Regions from separate parts of the Xenopus tropicalis genome. Here region 2 is linked to region 1. A link is a contact called in public Hi-C data. All regions are on one chromosome and are shown on one strand. The core of a region is the stretch at or near the end of the contact, and the rest is flanking DNA. Distances in the headings are between cores, read along the strand shown.

Region 1 (7,104 bases), core at 364-2,863:
AGTCGGTCACTGTCACTCCAAAATAGCCATATAGAAATATATATCAGCTGCATACTCTGTCCCTCCATACTGAGTCAGCAGTTAATTGGCATGTGTATGGGCCCTTGCCCATGGCCTGCCTAGATATGTTTGTGTTGGCCAGATATCTATTGGGCAGGTTAAAAAAATGTTATCAGCATTGGACTGTGTTGTTGCGTTGATGGTCCCCTCCTGATGGACTTCCATTCTGTACTGGAGGCATCTAAGGGGTTCCTATGTCTTGGGCCTAAAATGTTATACCAGGGCTGCCTTTTCCTTCCTCCTTCCACCCACGCAGAGGCCGTGGCCATGTTCCAGATCAGGAGCTTATGATCTACTGTGTGGGTGGCTGACTTAGCACCCTTTGGCCCTCAGGGTGAAGACACATGGAGCTTCTAGTAGCAGCTACTTGTTGTGGATACTAAAAAGATCAAAGCTGATAATTTTCTGATAATTGTCTCTACATGTGTTTTTAAAGAGGCAATTCTCAGTATTGGCTATGGCAGGATATTTTCTGGAATTTAGTAGTCTTGAAAAGTAGCTGCTACTAGTAGCCCAGTGTGTCTCACACGGAGTACCAGCTACTTGTCACGGTGCGTGTATGGCGGCTCAAAGAGATGACCCATATCACGAAGGCTGCGGATATCGGTTGTCTCGCCGATCGGCCAGGTTAAAATATTTTGATTCGGCGCTAATGAAGGCGCCCAAGCAAAATCTACGTTTAGGGCTGTTAATTACTAGTGATTACTTGTATCTAAATCCTGTTGGCTCACATCTGCGTTCATTTGCGACTAAGTGCATTATACGCTACAGTTAATCCATGTTCTGTTTCCCTAACCCTCCCGGGCAGCGTGCCTTTTAGCCCCCATGGTCCCCTTATTGCTTGAGCTCCCAAGGTAGCACCATTGCCGGCACAGGAGGGTAAGAAGCACTCAGGCTAGTGTCAGAGCAGCTTCTTCAGTTTCCATGGCAACTCCTCCGTTATGGCTTATTGACTTGCATTTTTATGATGATTAATATTAGCCATGGACATTCCAGCAGTAGAGGGAAAGCAGAAGTCTATTCCAAGATTAGGGTTATTGCGGCCGTTAATGTCTTCTGCTTTGTATCCATCACATTGTGTAGCTAATGTTGGTTGGTAGGCTTGGAGAAATAGCATAAACACACAGTGAATTATGTTTATTACTAGCTAACTATAACTAGCGTATTGGCTTTTGGTTTCAGGAGTAGGACTTCAGGCTCTTCTGTACATCCACTAAGCTGGCATCACTAAAAAGCTGATGGTTGGGCAAAGCCTATAGTGCAGGGATCCCCAAACTTATACCATAAAACCCCTGGTTCTCTAACTTGATATCTAAAGGTGATTCCCAAGAGTATGCTGGGTACAATAGTGCATATAATTGTATTCTGTACATTATTCATTTCAATGTGTGTGCCAACCAGACCATCCTACATAAGGTTTGGGACAATAAAGTCCCAAGTGTCCCAGTGTAAATCATTTCCAACAACCATCGTGCCCCTTTTCCTTCCTTGTCTACATGTGTACCTGTTGGTCTTTATCCCCTAGCAACAGGGCAGTTGGGGGTCCTGGAGGCAGGGCTTTCAGTAATTGGTCAGGGTCAGGCTGGGAAAGGTCAGATTAGTGAAGTCAAGACTTATTTGCATGAATAGACACATTTTTCCACATGCGGCAAAAACCTAAAAGATCACATGACATAGGTCTGTATTTGTTTAATGTTAATGTGTAACCGTGATAAGGGATATAGGCAGAGCAGCGCAGCCATGATAGACCGGTGCTTTGTACTGTAGGTTCTGCCTGCTGATACTGAGCATTTGTGATTGTTGTGCCTGTGCCCGGTGCCATTGCATCATTGCAAGTGCAGGCATACAAAGTGGAATTTGGCACAATACTGTTGCAAATGTGCCTGGTGTGGCATTAGCCCTAGGGCAGTGGTTGTTTAGGGCTGGCACGCCTAGGTAGCCTTAAAGCAATGGAAGCTGTGGCCAATCAAAAGGCCTGTTAGGCCTGTGGGGCTTAAAGATTTTTGTCGCCTGAAGGAAAATGGAGGTGGCTAAAAATGCCAAAAGATATGAAATGTAAAAGTGCCCATCTCTCACACATGAAGTGGTGACATTCAGCTGTGGTCCAAATGCCCCATGTTGCATTACCCTTAGGGTGAAATTGGAGTGTAAATGCTTATATACAGTGTTATATATCCCAGGGACTATATAAGTGAACATGATTAAATATAACATTGGCTTATTAATGTTTCATTAGTCATTTATTATTATAATATTTCTTTATGTTCTATGGAGACCTGAACCCTGCAGCATGGTGTGTGTGTGTCAAGGAAATATGTATATATTAATCATTTTTTATTGATTTTTTTTTTTTTAACCATATGAGTGCAGAAAGGCAGAGAGGCTGCTAAGTATAGAGATTTCACCTGAGTCTGCACTTGCCTCTGCCGCCTGTTACCCCCACCCCTCACGTTAATTGAGTTGGAAGTTAAGGTCCCAGTAGGCTGATGGTGTGTTGGTTTTGCACGGTGTAGCAGAAGCCCGGCTCCCCCTTGGCTATACACTTATTTATCCCTGGTTGCTCCGACGGTAAATGTTGGTAATTCACATCACATCCAATAATTCTCCTTTACTCTAATGTGAGTGATACCTTCGTGTACGCAGCCGGGCAGAATTTGAGACACGGGCAGGAGTCGATGTGGGTTTATAAGCAGGAATCTTTTAAATGAAAGTGAGTTGGCTGAAGACATAGATGCCTAACCTGCAGCCATGAACTATGGAAATTCCCCGCAGGGTGCTGGGAGTTGCACCTTTGCAGCTTGTGGGCCGCGGAATAGCAAATAAAATACCAGCCAAATTTAAGGTTGTTTCCGACGTGCTTATGCAGTGTTCCTGCGGGGCCTTCCTTCTCCTGTGGTGGAAGGCTTTTCGGAATGTTGGTTTTGTGCACCCGGTACGTCCATTGGTCCCTTTGAAAGGAACCCCCGCCCCCCCCCCCCCTCGTCCCAGTTGCTTCATGTGCAGAGTGAAAGCTTTTCAGCTCTTATTTACAGTTCCCATAGCCCAGTTCTAGGAAGCCTCCCCAGCCTGATTGTTTGCTCTGTGCATGAATTGCTCTCCTTATTTCCAAAGCAACACTTGGCCAACCCTCTATAGATGCCTCTGTTTGCCTGAACGCCAAGCCTAAAGGCCTCATTCACCCGCCACCACTTGCATAAGGTACATCCACATTGTCCTTAGGGGCACCCTAATACCTGGCACAAACCTTTAGGATTGTGTTTCTCAGAAACCATATAATATAAGGCCGTTCAAAAAAAATATTCTCTTTTATATGGAAAAAATATCTATTGTTATAAAATAACTTTTCCACTTGGATGAACTGCTCGTAGCCTAGTATAACTTGGGATGAGGGCTCTAGCGATGCTCCTTTTTATTTCGATTCAAAACCCCTCATTTTGTTGGCGCTTTGCTTAAAATATGCAATTCCCGGCACGCAGCGGCGTCTCGCACGGGGTATTTACGCAAACAGAAGTTTTAAACCCCCTGCTTAATGGAAACGTAGCCGGTTAGAATGAAGGCATTCATTTTTAATGTCAGTTTCCCTTGCGCTGCTGAAAATATTAAAGTCAATACATCTCTTCCTCTCACCGATATCCTTGAAGGAAATGAAAACCTGCCCTTCTAATGGCTGAGCCCTGCCGATGAATTATGGAAGGAGTCAGAGCTGCTTTTTTTTTTTTTTGTTTCCCCCTAGTTATAATCTTATATAAATGTATGTGGTAGCAGTGGCACTGGAACATAACCCAATTCTTTACGTAGTGTTGGCTGATTCTGCAGCACTTTGCAGAAATTATACATCTTCAGTTCTCCCCGGTGGAGCTTACAGTCTAAGGTCCCTATTGCATTTACACATACACTGGGGGTCAATTTTATCAAGTTAACCTGCCTGTATGTTTTTGAATGGGAGTTACTGGAGGAAGCTACTGCAAGACAACCGGGACCTGCTTGGAACTGAACCTGGGACTCCAGCCTAAAACTGTGCTAGCACTGGCCATCTGGTCCATTTCTGGCTGGCTACTTTCCCAAGCAAGGCCGGGGAGCTGGTCACACTTATTAGACTCTGCAATGACAGGAGGGGCACCAATCTGGTGGATGGGCAGCCTGCAAGTACACAGACCTGATAGGGAACTGCTGTTCTTGTGATGGCACAGGCACATCCTACTGTGTTTGTGTCCAAGGACCAACTTTTTCTCACCCCCTAGTAAAGTGCTGCTTTAAAAAGGCTCGTTAAGGGGCATTATGACGGCCAGTTATGGATTTAGGTGTCTGAGAGATGTTCTGTTTAGTAAAACCCATTACTGTTCCATTGGTCAGTGGAAGGGAGTTTGGACAAGCCTTAATTTAAAGATGGCGGCTTCCATGCTGAAGCCGATACAGCATTGCATTGTGGGTTTGCTGCCGTTACGTTTTTGGATGTTGTTTGGGTTTGGGTGGGTGTGGTACTGTGGGAAAGGCAGCTTTGAACTGCTGGTAAGGCAAGTATGGAGTGCCGCGCATTGGTTTCTGGCAAAAATAATGCGGGATGGCAGAATGAAAGGCTTGGCGAGGGCCCATGGAACGAGATGAAAGGAAGAGGAAGGAATAAATTAGGAAATTAACTATTTTGTGTGTTTCTTGATTAGTCTGAGCCCTGGGCGATGTGTCTGGGATTTTGTGCCGTTCCTCCTACTGAGCGGGAGGCAGCATTTGGAAGTGAGATGTACGTATATGTATATATATTCCTTCCAGTGCAGCCTCGCAAGCAGATGGGCTGGAACCGCTCCATTGCAGCATTTGGCCTGGAAGGTGCCAGAGATTTCTTCTTAATGAGTGTGGTCCTTCCATCCCTCCGCGCTCCCGCCGGGAAGAGAAACATTTGAACAGGAACACACATTTCCTAATTTGGGAACTAACCCAGGCATATGTCTAACCTGTGGCTGAACTGCAACTCCCAGCACAGCCTGTGAGCCTCGGGTATTCCAGGATACTGCTAAAGCTGGAAAGCTGAACAGATCCCGGGTCCAGTCAGTCGATATGAATCAGACTCGCTGCACCTCCCCATTGGCAGAACAGTTAAATTAACCCTGTCAGTGCCTGTAAGCCTGCAATAATGATTAAATTAATTGTATTAATCATATTTTTCACAGAGAGAGACATGATATTGTAATATTGATATTGGTTTCTTCTGCTAAGGCATTCTCTGTAGGCAGCAATAGATCAGCACCCCCTACTGGTCAGAATTATATGGGGTGGAGGTGATGCTCAGCAGTTTCAGCCCTTAGAAATGCAAGTCAGTCGAGGAAAGTACATGTTAAAAGGAAAACTATTAATGACAAAAGCCAAAATATGCACTTTTTTTTTTTTGTATTTATTCCTTTGAGACCAACAGGCATCTGGTTTATTTAAAGGTGCGGTGCTTCTTGCTTACAATAGACTACATGCTCCTTTCACAGTGCATTGTACATCTTCTTTTCCTGCTGATTGCATATGCCATTGTGAATTTCCCCATTTGCTTCCTGTCACATTGAATATCAGATCCTATTTTCATGGCCCCCGGGGGGTAGAGAATCCACCGCAGTGAATTCTTAAGGAGCCGAACTGCTGGTTTCTAGGGGATTAGCGCAGGGCTGCAATTGTTTTTTGGCCCGTAGATCAGAACCCCGCCTGTACAAATGTTTGCCCAGTGTATAATATACAATATGTAATTCTAAGAAACTTCCCAATATACATTAATTACAGATGTTTAGTGGTTTGAATCTTATTTGTAAATGTAGCTCAGTCTCTGTTCCTTTCTGTTCCCTGCCATGGTGGTTCCTTGTTTTTAGACAATGTAGCAGAAGCCAACAGGTTAAGAGTCCCGTGATTGAGCATGTAAAGCTGCCTTCTGCTACATTGTTCCCAGAGCCAGCAGATCGGAAAGAGATAGACAGGTAACTGCTTTCTAACTTTTGAACGTTTGTAATTAAAGGGCTAAGTTCACCTTTGGAATATTTGCAGTTCTTCCTTTTTTTTGTGGTTTTTCAGTTTGAACTTTGTGTTCAGCAGCTCTCCTGTTTGGCATTTTTGCAGATATCTGGTTGCTAGGGTCTAGTTTACCTTAGACACCAGACAGTCATTTGAATGAGAGACAGGAATATGAATTGGAGGGGAATAGATGAGGAAAGATAAGGAATAAAAAGTAGCAATATTACAATCGTAAGTTCAGTTTTTGGCTGCCGGGATCAGTGACCCTCACTTGAAAGCCGGAAAGGTGTAGAAGATAAAGGCAAATATAAAAACTTTACAATTTTGGAATAGGACATTCTAAAATATACTAAAAGTTAATGTAAAGGGGAACTGCCCCTTTAATGGCTATTGGAGAGTTACTTTGAATTAAAATCTCTCAAGGCTTTCATTTTTTTTGTTAAATATTCCCTTTAATTATTGTACAGGTATGGGACCTGTTATCCAGAATGGTTGGAACCCAGGGCTTTCTGGAAAAGGGATGTTTCCTAAGTTTGGGTCTCCATACTAAAACATAATTTAACCCCAATAGGATTGTTTTGCATCCAGTAAGTATTAATTATATCTTAGTTGGGATCAAGTATAGGTACTGTTTTATTATTACAGTGAAAAGGGAATAATTTAACCATTAAATAAACCCAATAGGGCTGTTCTGCCCCCAATAAGGGGTAGTTATATCTTAGTTGGGATCAAGTACAGGTACTGTTTTATTATTACAGAGAAAAGGGAAATCATTTTTTAAATTAGAATTATTTTCTTTCTATGCCTTTCTGTCATTTGGAACTTTCTCGGTAACGGACTTCTGGATAATGGATCCCACCCCTGTACATGTAATAGAATGGAGTGTTGTCCACTATTAAGACTAGATGGGTAATAATTAATTGGTATGGGTGGCATCACACATTATTACCAGGTAGCCAATGGCTGGGGGTCTTGTGGGGGGGGGGGGGTGGGTCATACAACCGATGGCTGGAGATTGAGGGGGCATAGTCATCCCTCTTGCTCTGCACTGCTGAGTGGATT
Region 2 (6,969 bases), core at 2,539-5,038, 41 kb before region 1:
CTCTGAAGCAAAGAGGGTTCAATACAAGCATTATCCTGCCCCCAGTGTCCGACTCTTCAAAGACTCCATAAAACGACTTCACTTCAGACAAAGCCCAGCCATTCTCTCGCCTTTGAGATCAACTGTATTTTCCACCAATAACAGATCTGTACAAGGCCCATGGGGGCTGCGGTAATATCAAAATGAAAATCCTTTGGATATGTATGAGCAAAATATCAGCATTTGAGCAAATATAATCCAAGAATGGAGGTAATATTGGAATGGTGAGTTGTTTAATCAGTACGCTGGCGCCACCAGTTAGATACACGCTTGGTAGAAGACATGGCAATGTTGGAGAACATTTCACTTACGTGCCAGTATCATGGTGGAGAAAAGCAGAATATAAACCATGATTCCTATATATACTGACTTATTCTGGAAATCCATGATTCCTATATATATCAGGGGACCCCAACCTTTCTTACTTGTGAGCCACAGTCAAATGTAAAAAGACTTGGAGAGCAACACAAGCACCATAAAAGTTCATGGAGGTGCCAAATAAGGGCTAAGATTGGCTATTAGGCAGCCTCTATGCACCCTATCAGCTTACAGGGGCTTTATTTGGTAGGAAATCTTGTTTGTATTCAACCAAAACTTGCCCCCAAGTCAGGAATTCAAAAATAACTCCCTGGTTTGGGGCCCCTGGGAGCAACATCCAAGGGGTTGGGGAGCAACATGTTGCCCCTGAGCCACTGGTTGGGGATCACTGCTATATATACTGACTTATTCTGGAAATCCATGATTCCTATATATACTTGAATTCACTCTGGTTTCTCCAGAATGGCCATACCACCCATACAGTATATATATATATTTTTTATATATTAAAATATAAATGGGAGCACTGCCCAATAGATAGCTAAATATTCACATATATTAAAAATGTAATTCAAAAAGCCCTACGCACGATAATGGGTGCCAAGTTGTGTAAGTAGGCAATGCCCATAGTGCTTGTGGCTACTACAGGTGCAGAGGCTGTGGCCTGCACCCTTGTGCTGGATGTCTCTTTAATGGTGCATTGTTCAGAATGCATCAATTTTATGCACTGAATCCTTATAAATGGCAAGTTCTGACATCATTAGGGGACTTTTATATAATGAAAAAGGACAGGCCTTGCTAAAAGAGCTACTTGTACAGCACACCCAGGTGATTGCCAGTCTGGTATGAATGGGGAACCTCTCATGAATCTCTTAGCAGTGCCAAGGGGAACATCAAAACCAAGATCCTATAGTCACGGTGTTTGTGTTTCTGTCTATCAGTGCTCCAACTGGAACTAACACTGCCGGACCTGCATCCATGGAACAGTAATAGCCAATAACAACATCAATGTGGGCATTGGTAAAAGGAGCTTATTTTGGCAGTGCATCTATTGTTGCCGCTCTGGCAGAAGGTTACTTTGTGTCACCACTGCATTGACATATAAGATGGGTTCTTGGGTGGCATTGATCTCCAATGTGAGAGTTTCGCTGGATATTAATTCTCCTTTGACCAATAACAGATATCCCCCCAACCCTTTATTATTCAGAAATCCATAGTTAGTAATGTGGGAAAAAGTAGCAAAATGCACAAGAAAAAGGCTCTTACTGTAAAGATCCAGACGTTAAAAAAAAATGCAAACAAGTGTGAAGATCAACACCTACATAATACAGAAATAGCTTCCCTGCCATGAAGTTATCACATTACACAATCATTTAGAGAGAGAAATGGATGCGAAACAGTATTTCCCTCATTACATGGAAAGCAAGTTTAGTGGCAAACCCCCCATTACTGTATATACCAGAATGGAGTGGTACTCACTATAGAACTGCAGTCCTGGAAGCCTAATCATGGCAGTAATTCCTGGGTCTCTACAGCAGGTTGCACCAATAGGCGCCCACAAATATGCTGGAATTCTGGGAGAAACGCTGCATTACTAAAAATGCACTTTTCATACTTGACTGTGTTCGCAAATGATCCCCTAGATGTCTGACCGGTTTTTGTATATCTGCCTCCCCAGTTCTTTAGTTTCAATGGCAAGCAATATCTGTATTGTTATAGGATGTGTTTTATGGTTCCAAAAACTGTGCACTTTATCCCAGGATTTCTAGAGAGGGAGGATGGATCCTGAGATGCTCAGTTAACACTGTGGGTTCTGACTGATGCTAGGATGATGGTTGGTTTTAGGCAGGATGGACAAGGATTTTGCCCTGGGGGCCCAACCTATAAGGGGCTCCTCAGCCTGAATATTCCTTTTGATATATTACCCGCAGTCCTCCAGATACAACTCCCAGCATAATCTTACTGTATAACTCTTTATAAGGGTTGTTAAAACCTGTATTTTTTTGTGTGTTTGAGACACAGGTTCGAGTGCACCTACAGTATATTAATCAGTCGATTGGTTTCTACATAGAAGCACAGGCTGATAAACTGCCCCCCACTCTGATCTGCAGAATGGCGTCTGCACCCAGAGACCCTGCGTCGGCCAGACTGCAGACACACGGAGCGGATCCTGGTGCCAAAACATGTGGGTATGCATTATTGCACCAAAATCTGCTCTGTGTGTCAACACCCAGGCCGACGCAGGGGGACTGGGTGCAGACACGCCATTCTGCAGATTGGAACGCTTATACACAGGCCCGATGTGACAGTAGCCTAAAGGTGGTTATAGCAACTACATGTGTATTTAGTTATACCTTTATCACTTACTATAGATTATAAAGTATGAGTAGGCATTGATTACAGTTATTAGTATTACAATTCTTCAATGCAGTTGGGACATTTCCAGGGGCTGACACCTAGCAACTATACACATTATTAGCCATATACATAACTAGGGGAATAATGCAAGTGATCTGCTTCCTTGATCCTCCTCACCAGAAGACGGGTATGACTCTATTCTATGCTGCAATTGTGTCACAGGGACTAATCTTTACAAGGCAATGACTTCCATACTTACCCCTGGGGAGCAAGTCCCTGTGTTTGTGAAGAGAGAATCATATTATACAGAGCGGCATTAACCCCATGCAGAACTGTGCCCAGACCAACACAGAGCTGATTTGCTGCTAGTGAGGGAAATTACAGCTTCTCTGCCTCCAGCAATCAAAGGATAAGCTCATTTGATTTCCCCAGGGCCCTGTGGTTGGGTAGGGGCCCCATTTCTAAGACCTACCACTTGCTGTGCTAGTTCTTCATTTGTCATCCCTTATATTAGCTATGCATGTCTATAGTGAAATTATACTGACTATGGATTTTTAAAGCAAGAAATGTGCCATTAATACTAATACCTAGCTCAAAATCATAGCAACCACTCATTCTGCCACATTTCATGATGATCTGGCACTATTTTATTGGTCCATGTTATTTTATCTTTGGAAAGGTATCAGTATGAAAGGTATCAGTATGATGCCTCCCTTGGATTTAGACATTCGGATAAGTCTATACTATACTCTCAGTATAGAAATACTCTTTTACCCTATCTCTAGGGGTACTAATGTTAGCTTGCTTCTGACAAATGAATTGTAATTAGTCTAATCCTTTGCTGCGCTACTATAAAAATTCTAGTGCTTTGATTGGACGCTTCGACTTGCAGATTGGCTATTTCTGCTGTGAATGCTGGTAATATTTAACAATAGAATATGCCCTTTTGCTATTATTATTATTTACATGTATTCATAAAGCACCTGTTGTGCAGCACTGCTCTGTAGGCAGTTAATAAGCAGTTATTAGGAATTGGAGTGTGGGGAGATTCACCAGCAGGAGGCGCTGTCCCCACTCCATCTCTGTGGGACTCTAGGAAGAACCTGTGTAAAGAGCAGTCAGTATGATACCAAAGTGACCACAATAACAGTGCATCTATAGCAATATATTAGGAGTTTGTTGCATAGAGCTTGCTTTGTTACTTATGTATTTAGTTTTAATTTAAGGAGATTGCAGAGTTCCTGCCCAGTGGGGGGCCAGGGGAGGCTGGGCTTAGGATAAACCTGCCTTGTGCATGTACAGGCATGTCTGGGAGCCGGCCCCCTCTGATTTGGTAGATCACATGTCAGTCATAAAAGACTGCTGAGGAACCTCTGAGAATCTGCTTCTATAGGATGCAACCGATGGGCAGATGTTCTGCAGCAGCTGGAAAACCTTTTGAGGGAAATGACAAATGGAGCTGCTTTCTTGGCCACCAAATAGACAGTACTGATAATGGTGTGTTTTTGTAGAGACAATACTGACAATTCTCAGTATTGTCTATGGCATTCTGGTGTTTTGTAGCCGCGACAAGTAGCTCTGTGTGTCATAGCCTTTAACACTGTATTTCGATAATGCTAACCTATTCTGCAGCCCTTTACAGAGATTAATTCATTCATTCAATTCCCAAATTAAAGTGGCCATACACAGCTCGCTTGGCAACCTTGCCAAATGAGTGAATCTTCTGCTGATATGCCCACCTACGGGTGGGCAATATCAGGCTAATTCGATCGGGCAGGTTTGACTTTTCCGTTAGATTGGGGACTGCGCTGGGTCGTTGATGCGGTACACGATCCAACGGAAAAATCAAACCTGCCCGATCTGGCATATTTTGGTCTGGGAGGCCCGTTGGTGGTGCCCATACAAGGGCAGATAAGCTGCCGAATCGGAGCTGAAATTGGCCCGTGTATGGCCCCCTTTACAGTCTAGAGTGCCTACTACACACAGGGTCAATTTACCTTCCTGTGTGTTTCTAGAACATGGGAGGGAACCAAAAAAACCCACACAAACACAGGAAGACAGTAAAATCCCCTTGCAGATATTAACCTGGCTGAAATAGAATCTACAATCCCAGTACTGCAAGACAAGAATACTACCCACCTTACTACCAACTACATAAACTCCCAGCTGGGAGCTGCAGTTGTACTGTAAACTTCTAGAATAAAGTAGTAGATGAGGCGGAAAAAAAAAAATTACAGCTACATCCATCCAGTTTATACTGATCCAGATGTAGGTGCTGTGCTATAAACTGTGAAAGTTCCCACCCAGAACACAGGGACATGTAGGCCAGTGATATTATTAATGCTGACTACGCACTTTAAGATCCGCTTGCTTACCAAGCCAAGTAACCATACAAGAAAATGTACCCAGGTTGGTTAACGCCAGGGCCAATGATTGGACCATAATGGGGTTCTTAATAACTGATATCTGGAAGAAATTCATTAATATCCAGCTGGGCAGGATCTCCTGGGAACCCTATGCTTGGGCTAATAAGCTACTGTCTGGGGGCCATGTTGGTTCAGAGTTCTACATTGGATAATAGGAAACAGACGTTCTTACTCTTAGGGTGAAGAAACATGGAGTTACTAAGTAGCAGCTACTTGTCGTGGCTACTAAAACAGTCAATGCTGATCATTTACTGATAACCGTCTCTACGTGTGTTTTAGCAGAAGCAATTCTCAGTATTGTCTATGGCAGGGTATATTCTGGGGTTTAGTAGCCATGACAAGTAGCTGCTACTATGTTGCTCCATGTGTTTTCAACCTTATGTAACTTCATTTCCTGACAGTTACACATTACTGAATCTACATTCCTGTATGATATGCCATCTCCCCTTGGGAGAAAGATTGACATGTTGCTTGGAAAAAAACATACATGGGTAACCTAACTTATCTAAACACCAATCACCTGTAAGCACTGCGGGTCCTTTACATATCAGTGCAGCAGGCAGGTCAATATGCGGTGGCACACTGACAAATATGCTATAAAGCAGTGACTATGTGCTTTAAAGGAACAGTAACACCAAAAAATGAAAGTGTATAAAAGTAATTACAATATTATGTACTGTTGCCCTGCATTGCTACTACTGGTGTGTTTGCCTCAGAAAGACTACTATAGTTTATATAAGTAAGCTGCTGTGTAGCCCCGGGGGCAGCCATTCCTGCACTGGTACAGCTGGGGTGTTTACTACAGAAACCCTACTATAGTTTATATAAATAAGCTGCTTTGTAGCCCCAGGGGCAGCCATTCCTGCACTGGTACAGCTGGGGTGTTTGCTACAGAAACCCTACTATAGTTTATATAAATACCCCGCTGTGTAGCCCCGGGGGCAGCCATTCCTGCACTGGTACAGCTGGGGTGTTTGCTACAGAAACCCTACTATAGTTTATATAAATACCCCGCTGTGTAGCCCCGGGGGCAGATATTCCTGCACTGGTACAGCTGGGGTGTTTGCTACAGAAACCCTACTATAGTTTATATAAATACCCCGCTGTGTAGCCCCGGGGGCAGCCATTCCTGCACTGGTACAGCTGGGGTGTTTGCTACAGAAACCCTACTATAGTTTATATAAATACCCCGCTGTGTAGCCCCGGGGGCAGCCATTCCTGCACTGGTACAGCTGGGGTGTTTGCTACAGAAACCCTACTATAGTTTATATAAATACCCTGCTGTGTAGCCCCGGGGGCAGCCATTCCTGCACTGGTACAGCTGGGGTTTTTGCTACAGAAACCCTACTATAGTTTATATAAATACCCACTGTGTAGCCCCGGGGGCAGCCATTCCTGCACTGGTACAGCTGGGGTGTTTGCTACAGTAACCCTACTATAGTTTATATAAATAGCCCGCTGTGTAGCCCCGGGGGCAGCCATTCCTGCACCGGTACAGCTGGGGTGTTTGCTACAGAAACCCTACTATAGTTTATATAAATACCCCGCTGTGTAGCCCCGGGGGCAGCCATTCCTGTACTGGTACAGCTGGGGTGTTTGCTACAGAAACCCTACTATAGTTTATATAAGTAAGCTGCTGTGTAGCCCCAGGGGCAGCCATTCAAAGGAGAAAAGGCACAGGTTACTTTGCAGATAACAGATAAACCCCCATTATATGGGGCTTATCTACTAGTTATCTGCTATGTAACCTGTGCATTTTCTCCTTTTTTCCAGCTTGAATGGCTGCCCCCATGTATGTATATCTTTATTTTTATTTATGTATATCTTT

Evidence for each region. A called contact is a pair of places that touch in the nucleus more often than the background predicts.
Region 2: a contact with region 1 is called in a Hi-C map of gastrula embryo, with 1.6 times the contacts expected there. The contact joins two enhancer-like sites. A contact is called at or near these places in 2 of 5 Hi-C or Micro-C datasets (gastrula embryo and neurula embryo).

The regions. Positions count from the first base shown.
Region 1 is chr6:137,265,485-137,272,588 of UCB_Xtro_10.0, reverse strand. The region is part of intron 1 of ext1 (exostosin glycosyltransferase 1); the gene reads left to right. Among named protein-coding and RNA genes, the nearest start is that of ext1, 39 kb to the left of the region's middle. Within about 2 kb of position 1,613, at least 2 of the 11 cell types and tissues checked have an H3K27ac peak or open chromatin away from gene starts, as enhancers often do. A contact at or near this core is called in gastrula embryo and neurula embryo, where this site is marked.
Region 2 is chr6:137,309,155-137,316,123 of UCB_Xtro_10.0, reverse strand. No RefSeq gene overlaps it. Among named protein-coding and RNA genes, the nearest start is that of ext1, 5.1 kb to the right of the region's middle. Within about 2 kb of position 3,788, at least 2 of the 11 cell types and tissues checked have an H3K27ac peak or open chromatin away from gene starts, as enhancers often do. A contact at or near this core is called in gastrula embryo and neurula embryo, where this site is marked.